Regions from separate parts of the Rattus norvegicus genome. Here region 2 is linked to region 1. The links are chromatin contacts, called in public Hi-C maps. All regions are on one chromosome and are shown on one strand. The core of a region is the stretch at or near the end of the contact, and the rest is flanking DNA. Distances in the headings are between cores, read along the strand shown. Region 1 has its middle 380 kb from the start of Car2. Region 2 has its middle 340 kb from the start of Car2.

Region 1 (5,897 bases), core at 1,676-4,175:
TAAGAGAAAACTGAATCTAGGGTCATATCTGTCCAGGACAATGGAAATAGGTCTTAGTGGAGAAACACATGTTGAATCATCAGCAGTAACTTCTAAATATGTGCAAATGTAACACTGATAGAAACAGAAATGCTACCACTGATGTCATGCATGACCCTTTGCAAACTATTTCATGAAGAGTAAAAGTCTGTGCTCTGATTCTTATTTGCAATAAATTCAATTGTACTGCCAGTCATCAGACACTAGATGGAGCCACAAGACACCATATGTTAGTGTTTAGGCCAAATAGATACTAGCTAAAACCAAAGCTCCAGGTTGAAAAATTCATTACAGAAATGACACCAAAATTCATGTTTAAAGAGTCATATACCTTTGCAAATCTAAGTGTATTGCATACATTCTATGTGGTTACAATTATTTAGCAGGCAATATAAATCTCCAGTTCTCATATTTCATGCACAGTTCATGTGTGAATAGTTACTGTTTTCAGTGTAAGATTTTATACATGTGAGTCTAATATTTCTTCTAGTAATGAAGATGTTTTCCAATGAGTTACCTTTCATAAGACTTTGAAGAACTGAAAACACTGGAGAGAACAAAAGTAGAATTATAGTATGAAACTATTTAGTGATTTAAATTTCAGTTGAACAGGAGGAATGATTAAGTGCTCTGTGTATTGGAGCTTAGGATGGGAGTTTTCAAGGGGAACTGGGCACTAGGATTCCCTCTCTGAGGGAAAACAAAAACCTAATATCAAAGAAGTTGGAAATTTTAAGAGACTATATTGTTAATAAATGACAGAATGACAGAATTAGTATCAGGTTGTTGAAGATCAAATATATACCTTAATGTAAATTTTATTTCCTCTTCATATCTCTCTCCTGTCTGTTTAGTCATCAACTGGTTTTATGATGTAAATTGGGGGGGGGTCTGGAGGCGGGACTGCTTGCTGTCTATCTTCCAAAGGTCTTGGTTTTCATTCCATTATCATTTCTTTTGGTACTCTGGATAATTTCCTCCAATCTTATTTTGTAACTTCTTTCAATTTGGTTACCCAGTCTGTTAATTGCCTTCATTCCCCTGATGGTCTATTTAAATCCAGAGCCTTATTCCTTTGTTGTTCCATATTCAAACCAAGCCTTTGTTCTTACAGATCCCACAGAGAAGGGAGTTTAATGCAGAAATTAAATAAGAAGAGAGGATATGGATCAAGGCAACCTGACTTGTATCACAGTAACATTGGTTCCCTGACTATGTATTCTGACATAGGTCACTTGATTTCCCTACTTTGTTTTCCTCAGTTATTACAAGAAAGTAACACTGGTCACTGCCAACAAATGAAGTCATATGGATTGGTCAGCACCGTACTTTGTATATAGTGAGAGTTGAGTAAGCGCCATCATCATCACTGTGTCATCCTTTATCTGATAGCTCCAAGATCTAAAATTTTTGAGAAATTAATCTGTTATTTGTATGTTGTCCATGGCTGTTCCTTCCTTACACAGTTTGGGACCTAACTGAGAACTTATCCACCACATGGCTGCTTCCCATGGCTTTCATGTAAACACCCTGGCTGTGAATACAGCCTCATCGAGTGTGGTCAAAGTTAATTTTATAGGTCTGGATCAACACCAAGGATCACTTCTGTTTCAGTGGAGCCTTGAATGCGCCCTCTTTCCCATTCTCATACAAGTTGGGATTTGATGTTCTGAATTCTTGGGAATAATTTTCCTTCTATGTCCTTTTTGTACTGTCCTGGACCTTAAGGGAGGATGGACTTTCCTTTAGGTTTAATTCTGAAACATCTCTCAGTACAATATTCCATATTCTATTGCATGATCCACCGCACCTTACTGTCCATCTCTGAGGCCTCAGCACAGCTCAGAAACAGTTTTTTTTTGGGGGGGGGGGGGGCTTTATAGGTTTATTTCTTTTCCTGGCTCTGGCATCAATACATGATTTGTTTTAAACTGTGCTTTTCTAGTTTGTACTCCGGCCTTCCCTCTGTATATATTAAGTAGAATTATCCTGTTTGGGAAAGAGTGGAGATTGTTTCTTTCTCCTAGTGGCCCAGTCAGCCATGTGGACTTGAAGTCAACAATTCCACTTGGAATAAAAACCTTCACTGAAAAAGATAAATGATGACGGTAAAACAAACAATGCTGTGCTTAGATAATATGAGCTGTTCTTCCTTCTGTCTCTCTATGCTGTCCCATTGCATGCTAACAAACAGTCATCAGGCCTATCAAACCTCATTCTAAAATGACCATACAAATTCATCTAAAAAGTTCATTGTCTTTCCTTTTTATAAACTTTATAAATTTGCCTGTATTTCTTAATATCTTTTATTTAGGTTTTTTGGATATCAGCATTGTCTCCTTCACACCTCTTTCTCTTTGAAATTGTTTTCTGAAGCACAGCTTAGGTCTCCCTTCTCAGAAGTCATTAGTCACCAATCCACAAGGTGTGTTTGTAGGGGTGGGAGGAGCAGCCATAAGTAAGACAGCTCAAGTTTATTAGGTGTAAACAAAGATTGTATAGATTTTGGGGAATGGTAGGGATTTCCAGGGTACATGCATGTTATTGGCTAGAGCTGAGGTGCTTGAAATATTTCACTTACATGATGAAGAATTCCAAGAACCTGTTGGGCAGGTTCTTATCGGAGAGAGAAAATTAAACCTGTAATCTGTCATAAACTACAAGACTTCCCTCAGAGGTTTGGGGGAGTTATGGACAGGAAGGGTTGATTGGTCATAGCACAATACCTAATTATCATATAGCCAGAGGGTCCAAGCAGGACTTACATGCTGAATCATGCAGTGCTGGCAGGAAGTTTTATGTGGGGGTCATCCTGTAGATAAGGTCAGGCAACTGTGCTTAGAGACACTCTCCTGATAAGATCATGCAGAGAAGAGGAAGTCTCACTGTGAGAGGGAGTCATTCATTCATTTTGCACCTAGCACAGAGAGGATATCTGGATATGGTGGACTGCAACCTTAAAAGCAGAGTTTTCCAACAACACAGAATGGTCACAGTCTACCCCTGCTCAGATAGCTGCATAACCTAGTGCCTCCAGGCCAGGAAAGGAATTTTTTAATTTTAATTGTTAACTTATAAATGCACTATGTAATCATAGTCACTGATGAAACTGAAAGTGAAAAATACATTTACTTAAAAAGATAATTGGTTAGTTGGATTAGAATAGGGAGAAACTACAAGCATATAACTTGGCATAGGATAGAAGAGACAGAGAAATTCAGGGAAACACCATTCTAACCACAAGTTTTTCTTGTGGGGATTACAGTGTTTCTGGTATTTGCTGATAAGCTTTTGTGACAAAAAGCAACTAAAAGTTGGTGGCATTGAAACAACTAAAAGCAGGACTGTTATCGACATTCATCTAAATGTGCTTGATGGAAAAATTAAGAGAGGCTACAAAGAGAAGATGACATTACATCTCGAACTTGCTATGTGACAAAAGGAAGCAATGACATTTTAGTAAGAATAAATGTACATATTATGTCATAGAGACATCATGGAATGGGAAATATCTGAAAATACAGATTGAGAGTGACTGCATTAAGGCTGTGGGCAGTGGGGTGAAGGGAGACTATAATTTGAGGGTGTACAGCCCTGGACTGTACTTCATGCTAAGAAATGTACAAGATATCCAGAGACACCCACTAAAATACAGTGTACACAAGCAGCATGGTGATTCACACACTTCCTGAGACATATTTTCTGGCTAATGGACTTGTGGTAGACTCTTCCCTTCTGAAGTTCCTACATGGGAATATAGGGAGAAGTATTTCATTCCTAAAACTGTAATTACATTTCTTACTTCTATCTTAGGAGGGTTTCCAATTCTATACCATGTCTGACACCACAACAGAGCTCTAAGAAGACACAATATTTTATTCATACCTTTGTTGCTGGGGCAGATAACCTAGAGATTCAAAGTAGTAGTGTCTCATGACTTTGGAAGTTTTTTACCAAGATAGGCTAAATTCATTGTTTTAAGTTTTCATGGCAGCAACAGTACGTGACAGAAAGCTATCTTTTATGATAATCATGAAGCAGAAAGAAAGAGACCAAGGCAACAGGATAGGGGAAATTTTCCCACCTTCAAAAACCATGTCCCCAAAGTCCCCGTTCCCTCAACCATGTCTCCTTCCCCATTACTGCTCAGTGAAAGCATCAGAGTTAATTCATCCATGAAGAATATTCATGATCCAATTGCTTCCACAAAGCCCCACATCTGAACACATTTCAGTGAACACTTAGTCCAATGTAGTATTTCAAACCAAACTGGCTTTTAATTATTTGTCTGTACTTTAGCTCTGAGAGTATGTGACTTGAGAATCTCAGGTCTCTCTTCTGTGAGAAACATAGGAGTATTCTGTTACTCACTTCATGGAGTTGCGTAAGGTCAAATGACTTCTGTAAACTCCTACTGGGAAGAGTTAATACAAATAAACTAACAAAAAGTCCAAAGTTCAAAACGTATTTGGAACACAATAGTCTTTCATCCAAGGATTCTGAATCAGTCAGTGTTTAATCTAAAAGTGATCTCACTGGAAGTTCACTGGCATTGGGCGTTAGTATTGTTTTCTTGCATCTGTATTAAATAACCATTCCCACAATCTACAAAGAAATTCTAATAGCACTGGACAAACAGGCATTCTGCCTGTCTGTTACTCCAAAACCTTGGAATCATTCCAGAAATCTAAGCAAACATCATTTTCCCTTCTCTTTTCTTGTCATAATATAGAAATTTGAAAATCATACATTTTTTATTTTTGTGAAGTTAAAAGATAGGAGATATTTTGGACTGACTATTACTCTTGTCTTCACAAAAGAAGAGAGAAAGAGAGAGAGAGAGAGAGAGAGAGAGAGAGAGAGAGAGAGAGAGAGAATAGGTAAATGAGCAAATTTAAAGTCACACAACATGGCTTTAAAAATCGAAAAAAAAATGTTACTATTATATAAGAATCAAGAAGGACAGAGACAGAAAAAGAAAAAGAAAAAAAAGAAATCCAAAGTAGACCTTTGGTGCTGGTTCAACTGGAGGTCAACATGTAGAAGAATGCAGATCGATCCATGCTTATCACCCTGTACAAAATTTAAGTCCAAGTGGATCAAGGACCTCCACATCAAACCAGACACACTCAAACTAATAGAAGAAAAACTAGGGAAGCATCTGGAACACATGGGCACTGGAAAAAATTTCCTAAACAAAACACCAATGGCTTACGCTCTAAGATCAAGAATCGACAAATGGCATCTCATAAAACTGCAAAGCTTCTGTAAGGCAAAGGACACTGTGGTTAGGATAAAACGGCAACCAACAGATTGGGAAAAGATCTTTACCAATCCTACAACAGATAGAGGCCTTATATTCAAAATATACAAAGAACTCAAGAAGTTAGACTGCAGGGAAACAAATAACCCTATTAAAAAATGGGGTTCAGAGCTAAACAAAGAATTCACAGCTGAGGAATGCCGAATGGCTGAGAAACACCTAAAGAAATGTTCAACATCTTTAGTCATAAGGGAAATGCAAATCAAAACAACCCTGAGATTTCACCTCACACCAGTGAGAATGGCTAAGATCAAAAACTCAGGGGACAGCAGATGTTGGCGAGGATGTGGAGAAAGAGGAACACTCCTCCATTGTTGGTGGGATTGCATACTGGTACAACCATTCTGGAAATCAGTCTGGAGGATCCTCAGAAAATTGGACATTGAACTGCCTGAGGATCCAGCTATATACCCAAAAGATGCCCCAACATATAAAAAAGACACATGCTCCACTATGTTCATTGCAGCCTTATTTATAATAGCCAGAAGCTGGAAAGAACCCAGATGCCCTTCAACAGAGGAATGGATACAGAAAA
Region 2 (5,897 bases), core at 2,346-4,845, 44 kb after region 1:
TACATTCTGCACAGGCCCTGCACACTTTTAAGGAACCTCTAATTCTGAGAGGTTACTCATCAATGAGCAGATGTAAGCTACTTAGCAGTCCTGGTGGCAAGAGGACATACAAAATTGCAAGGGGCAATGTCTGAAAAGGTGTTGGGAAGTATAGTTTCCCCATCTCAGACACTCTTATGAGGTCACTTGGGGAACACTAGATTTCTAGTTAAGCCATTTAAAAAAGAAATAGTGGTTCACTTATCACAGGTTATGACATGCTTAAAATTAAGCTGTAGGTTAATAAGTTGAGCTTCAAATGTCACTGAAGGCCTATTATCACAGGTCTTCATATTATTATCATAGGATTTTCTATGTCATTCCTATTGTAGGATTGCATACCTGTCTTCGTGGTGATAGATGTAAGTAATTGGTGAGTTCCTCAAAGGAAACCTCCAGAGACATATCTGCATGCTATGAACAAATAGAAAGCATTATTGAATGCACTCATTTAAGGAAATATTTTATATTAACTACTTTATCTTATGCAAATAATGACAGGTACAACAAACAGGTAACTGTGGCATGCATTATAGTAAAAATATATCTTACACTCTAAGATACGGGAACTTTTGCTGGACCTCACAGCCAGTTAATATAATCCACTGGGGTCACTTAAGTAAGACTGATATCCTTCGGTATACTCAGCCTGTTAAGAGAACAATATAACAACCAACATTACTTGCCTTGTATTTCCAGTGTAATGAGCTTTTACAACCTAAGCCAAGGTATAGCTATACTCATAAAATATGTATTCTTTCACTCACCTGACCCAGAGAGCATTACATGTGTATTGTGGTAATCATTTTCTAGAAACAGAAAATAGGCTAAAAGTGGCAGTATAAAGTGAATATCCACCATAAAAGCTGAAAACAGTATTCAGGTATTGCTTGATTAGTGTTTGTTTCTTATCTGGCTTAGTTGGAGTTGGTGACTTAATCCCTTGTAAAAGTCTGTTAAAGATTTCCCCCACTCCTTCCCCCATGCAAGACTTTCTGTATTGTTCATTAAAGGAGAGAGCAAAGCCTTTTGTTAGGGACACACACACACTCAGAATTACAGGACCACAAACACAGGGACAGTATTCAGGCAGGCACAGTTTCAGACTTGTATAACGACAGGACAGGCAAGGACAACAAAAGACAGGAATGAATTAGAGCATTCAAATCTGTGTTGGCTCTTGTTTTAAAGGATACCAAGAGGGGAGTATTTTTATTTGTGTCCTCAGTGCAACACCCACATATTATTGATGGCTGAGTTTATTCAAACATATGTAGGGTATCATTTCAACATGTTCAACTTTTAAATAGATATGAGCAAAAGGTCTTTAAAATCTTTTAAAATTACCTTCATGTCAGTTACTAGAAACTCGCTTATCTGATCAGCTCCTTCATTTTAAAATGCAATTCGAAAGGTATTTACTTTAAAGCCTATCTCTTTGCATTTAGTTCCTGTATGCTATGACTCAGGCTGCAGCCTCCTCAATGTTTAAAGACTATTGGTATCTTATGAGACCAATGATCAGTTTCCAATAGACTAGGCACAATGTTTTATTAGCATTCTTATGCCACTGTGAAAGCTTCTTGCGTGCTTTTACAAGGAACACTTGGCTTCTGCTCCCACTTCCTCCTTCCTTGTAAAGTTGGAAGAAAGGGTGATTTGGCATTCCACCAGGCTACACAACTTTGCCTTTGAGTCCTTTTGTAGACTATTGTAATATATACTTATTAGATTTCACTCTCTGAGTTCCTTCGAAACATTTTTCCCTTGGTTCAATATCTAGAAACTCTGTGAGGCCATATATTTGGATAGTGTATCACAGGTTTTCACTTCCTACATGGAAATAATATGTCTGATGAAGAGTGCATAGGCCAAATTGCTAGGAATGTTAACTGTTAAAAAACAACAACAACAGCAAAAATCACCAGGCCTTTCCAAGTTGGAGAAAAGGATTTTGCAAAGTTATCATAACTGCCTGCTTATATAAGAGAAAACTTGCTGTGTAGGGAAGGCTCATATTGATAGCAAGCTGTGGTGAGAATCTGGCAATGTCATGATCTGTCTCAGTTTCTCCTTTGATGAGAATGTGCTTGATGAGGTCTCTGCCAAAGGAGTAGTGGAATCACAGCAAATCCACCATGACTACCCAGCGTTTAGGTGGTTGCTTGAGAGCTGAACCTTGCTCCTTTTGTTTGGTCAGTAAATACTTTACCACTGAGTCATCTACCCAGCTCTGGGATAACCTGAATTTCTTTTTCAGATCCTCAGCTTGAATAGTAAAGTAGGGTTCAGTCCTGTTGCAAATCACTACATATTGCTACTGACAAGCTTCCATCTGAAGACTTATGATGAAACACAGCCTTGGAGCTCTCTGTGAGCTTACCATGGGCCCAACATCAAAGGATGGTTCATTGAAAAATGCTTGTCACTGTGAATGTGCAGATAACAGAATGTACTCTGTTCCAGTCTCTGGTTGTTTTTTTTAAATTATCAGTAATCTCCTAGGCCATCTGTATACTGCATTTGTTCAAAGAAGTTGTCTGCAAAACACTTTATATTCCAAATAAGGGTGTATTCAAAATATAAGCTTGTTTTGAAAAATTAAATGAAGTTTGGTCAAATACTTTCTATATTAATAATAATCTGCATAAAAATTATTGTGTAGTGCTTCATTTGATACTCTTGAACTGTTTTTTGTTTGTCTTTCTGCATGTGTCTGTGGTATACATGTGTGAATCTATATGCGTCTGTTTTCCTGTGCAAACCTCTGCGCATGCATGTGAAGATACAAGGCTGGTATCAGAAGTCTTCTTGCTCACTGGCTGTATTGTTCACTGACCAGCATCTCACAGTGAACCCAGACTGCTATTGCAGCTATTCTCGTTAGTCAGCGTGCTTCAGTGACCCTTGTCTCTGCCAGAGGAGTGGTGGAATCACAGTAAAGCCACCATGACCACCCAGCATTTAGATGGTTTCTCGAGAGCTGAACCTTTCTCCTTTTGCTTGGGGAGTAAACACTTTACCACTGAGCTATCTACCCAGTTCTGGGATAATCTGAATTTTTTTTTTCAGTTTCATCTCTCAAAATGGAAGTTTATATTATACATAATTGCATACTCCAGCAAGAATAACTATTTATATATTATTTTTGCTTCATATGAATGACAAATTTCTGGATAGATAATTTTATTCTTCTTTTTGCTGCTTTTTTTAACTAAACAACAACAAAAAACACCTAAATTGGTCTCTTCTTGTGTTGCATAGTTTAAAAAATTTTATATGTATATATTTTTCTTAATTTCTAAGGTTTAACTTGTGAAGACTAAATGAATATACTCTTTAGAGCCACATCTGTATTAGTAGTATTTTGTAGAAATATCATCTTTAAGAAATAAGGAGGGTATCACTTGCTGCAGGTTGGTGAGTTTGGGAAGGCAGGTACATGTTAGACCCAGACACATGGCCACAGCTCCTGTTGACTGCTAAGACTCTTAATAGTTCCTTAGGCTAAGATTGCTTCTGAACACAGTACCATTGACCATGGCTTTGGTATTTCTCTTTGCTTTGACGTTCAAAAGAAATCTGAGACTGAAATCTGAGCTGTTTATGAGGCATGTTCCCCAGCTCATATGTCTATAAAATAAAAATACTACTTATTCCTGTGACAATAAAACCGAATGAACTTTGGGAGCAGTATCTGGTACAGTGAGCAAAATATGCAAACATTCCCAACAGACGCTCAAAGGTCACACAGGCTTCTTTTAAGCTACTCTTTGGGTACAGGATTATATTGAGCAAGACATTATCGAGAATCCAAGTGATGGTGTTCAGAACACAGCTGAGTTGATCTGATTGTCAGATTGCTAGCTAGAAACTGTCTCTACTTGGTGAAAATGGAAGCAAGAACAATAAAAACCTTCATTTGAGGAATCACTATCTCTAACGTATTCCAAACTTGTTTTCCTCCTTCTGCCCCTAGCTGGTTCCTTCACTGGAGTTATATACACATGACATATTCATCTAACAGGATCCTCATTGTTCAGACAGAGTTCGTTTCTGACCAAATGACACAAAGTAGCCTTCAGTGCTGGCTGGGTTTTTTGTTTTGTTTTTGTTTTACTCATTTGTTTTGTTCATTTGTGTGTCTGTTTCCCTTCACCAGACTGTAAGTTTCCAGAGAGCAGGAACATTTTATGCCAGTGTCATTGAATCTCCACAGGCCACATACTTACATATTTTGTACAGAACAACATTAAAAACATTTGTTCAGTGTATATTTGAGTGGTAGGTCATGTTTGACACTCACAATGCAAACACCTACAAGTTAGTCATTGAGTTATTACCATTACCAACAACCTACTGATCTCAGTCTGTGGTTATGAAGCTGATGGTCAATGACATGTTTTGGATAAATTAAAGAGAAAAAATCCTCATTTAGTGTGTTATCGAGAATAGTCACAAGCAATGAGTCTGTGGTTTAGGAAATGTATACCAACCCTAACTCCAGGGTAAAGAAAAATACAGTGATTAGAAGGTATAAGAACACCCATATGCAGTAGTCAGAGCTACACAATTACATGCTGCCCTGAAACCTGTGTGGCATCACACAGGACACTAGAATTCATGTAATCTCTCTTTCTATCCATCAAATCTACACTTCTTTCTTGAAAAGACTTGCTGAATGTATATTGCTTCCAACAACGATGGATGTATGCTTCTCAAGAAACCAGAAATACAAATGAATTTCGACATATTTTTGTATCACTCTCTATTCCTCAGTGTTCAGATAATGAGCAGCAAACAGGCACAATCTGAAAAAGCAGAAGACTATACACAATGGTTCTGTGATTGACCCAAGAATGAACCAACAAACATTTAAAAATCAAAAGTAAAACCAGCAAAAATTACATCTTCCACCATCTGCTCTCTGTCCCTGTCTTTCCAGGACATGCTATATATGATGGCTGAGTCACTAGTAGATCCAGACCCATGTTAGCTCTGTGACTAACCAAGGGAGTGTGCAAATTCTACTTGGAGCAGACAGCCATGGTTAGTTGTAGGCCAAAGCTAATATTGAAATAATTCTGCTGCTTTATTGGCTGGATGGAATAAGAGGGTTACACATTTCACACATGTTTCATGATCATCACCATACCTAATATTTACTATATGATGATTTGTCAAGGACTTGTAATTTGTGGTTTCTGATTTCACTTGAACAAATAAGAGTGTTTCACAGGAAGCCAGACTAGAAATCATAGGACATTTTACCAAAGTCTATTATTTGGATTATATGAAGCAGAAGAATTTTTATCCCAACTAACCTGACTGCATGGTCTGAGCAATTAACACTTGGGTTGTTCTGTCATCAGTGTACTCCAAACTCAGTGGGAATTCTCCAAAAATTTCAGCTACAATATGAAGAGCCATAAACTGGCCTTCCCTTGCCATGGAGAGACAATTTGGTAAATATGGATGGTCAATAAGTCATCCAAAGGCATGAATGTATGACGGGTTAAAGTTTTAGAAAAAGGGTATACTTCATCAAGTATCCTTTTCAAAGGAAAAGAGCTTGCTCAGCTCACATCTCCAGAGTGATCCTTCTCTTTTCCACTTGTTGACACCAGATGGCGATGGCGAGTCAGTTATGCAAACACTGTTCAAGAGTGTTTACAAAAAGAAATGACAGTACACAGGAACTGGGATTCAGTTGAAAGCATTCACAGCACTTGTTCACTGTTGAAGACTGCCTTGCTAGTTTTGTCCTCCCTTCTAGAGTAAACACTGATGGCTACCTATCCAAATCAAAGATAATTTCACAATTTGAGTCAAAAATAAAAAGCTCAGAAAGCTTTTTT

What was found. A called contact is a pair of places that touch in the nucleus more often than the background predicts.
Region 2: a Hi-C map of kidney shows a contact between it and region 1, with 6 times the contacts expected there. The contact joins two enhancer-like sites. A contact is called at or near these places in 10 of 12 Hi-C or Micro-C datasets (the A7r5 cell line, the Rat2 cell line, Schwann cells and 6 more).

The regions. Positions count from the first base shown.
Region 1 is chr2:88,095,721-88,101,617 of GRCr8, forward strand. No RefSeq gene overlaps it. Among named protein-coding and RNA genes, the nearest start is that of Car2, 380 kb to the right of the region's middle. Within about 2 kb of position 2,926, at least 28 of the 93 cell types and tissues checked have an H3K27ac peak or open chromatin away from gene starts, as enhancers often do.
Region 2 is chr2:88,138,571-88,144,467 of GRCr8, forward strand. No RefSeq gene overlaps it. Among named protein-coding and RNA genes, the nearest start is that of Car2, 340 kb to the right of the region's middle. Within about 2 kb of position 3,596, at least 33 of the 93 cell types and tissues checked have an H3K27ac peak or open chromatin away from gene starts, as enhancers often do.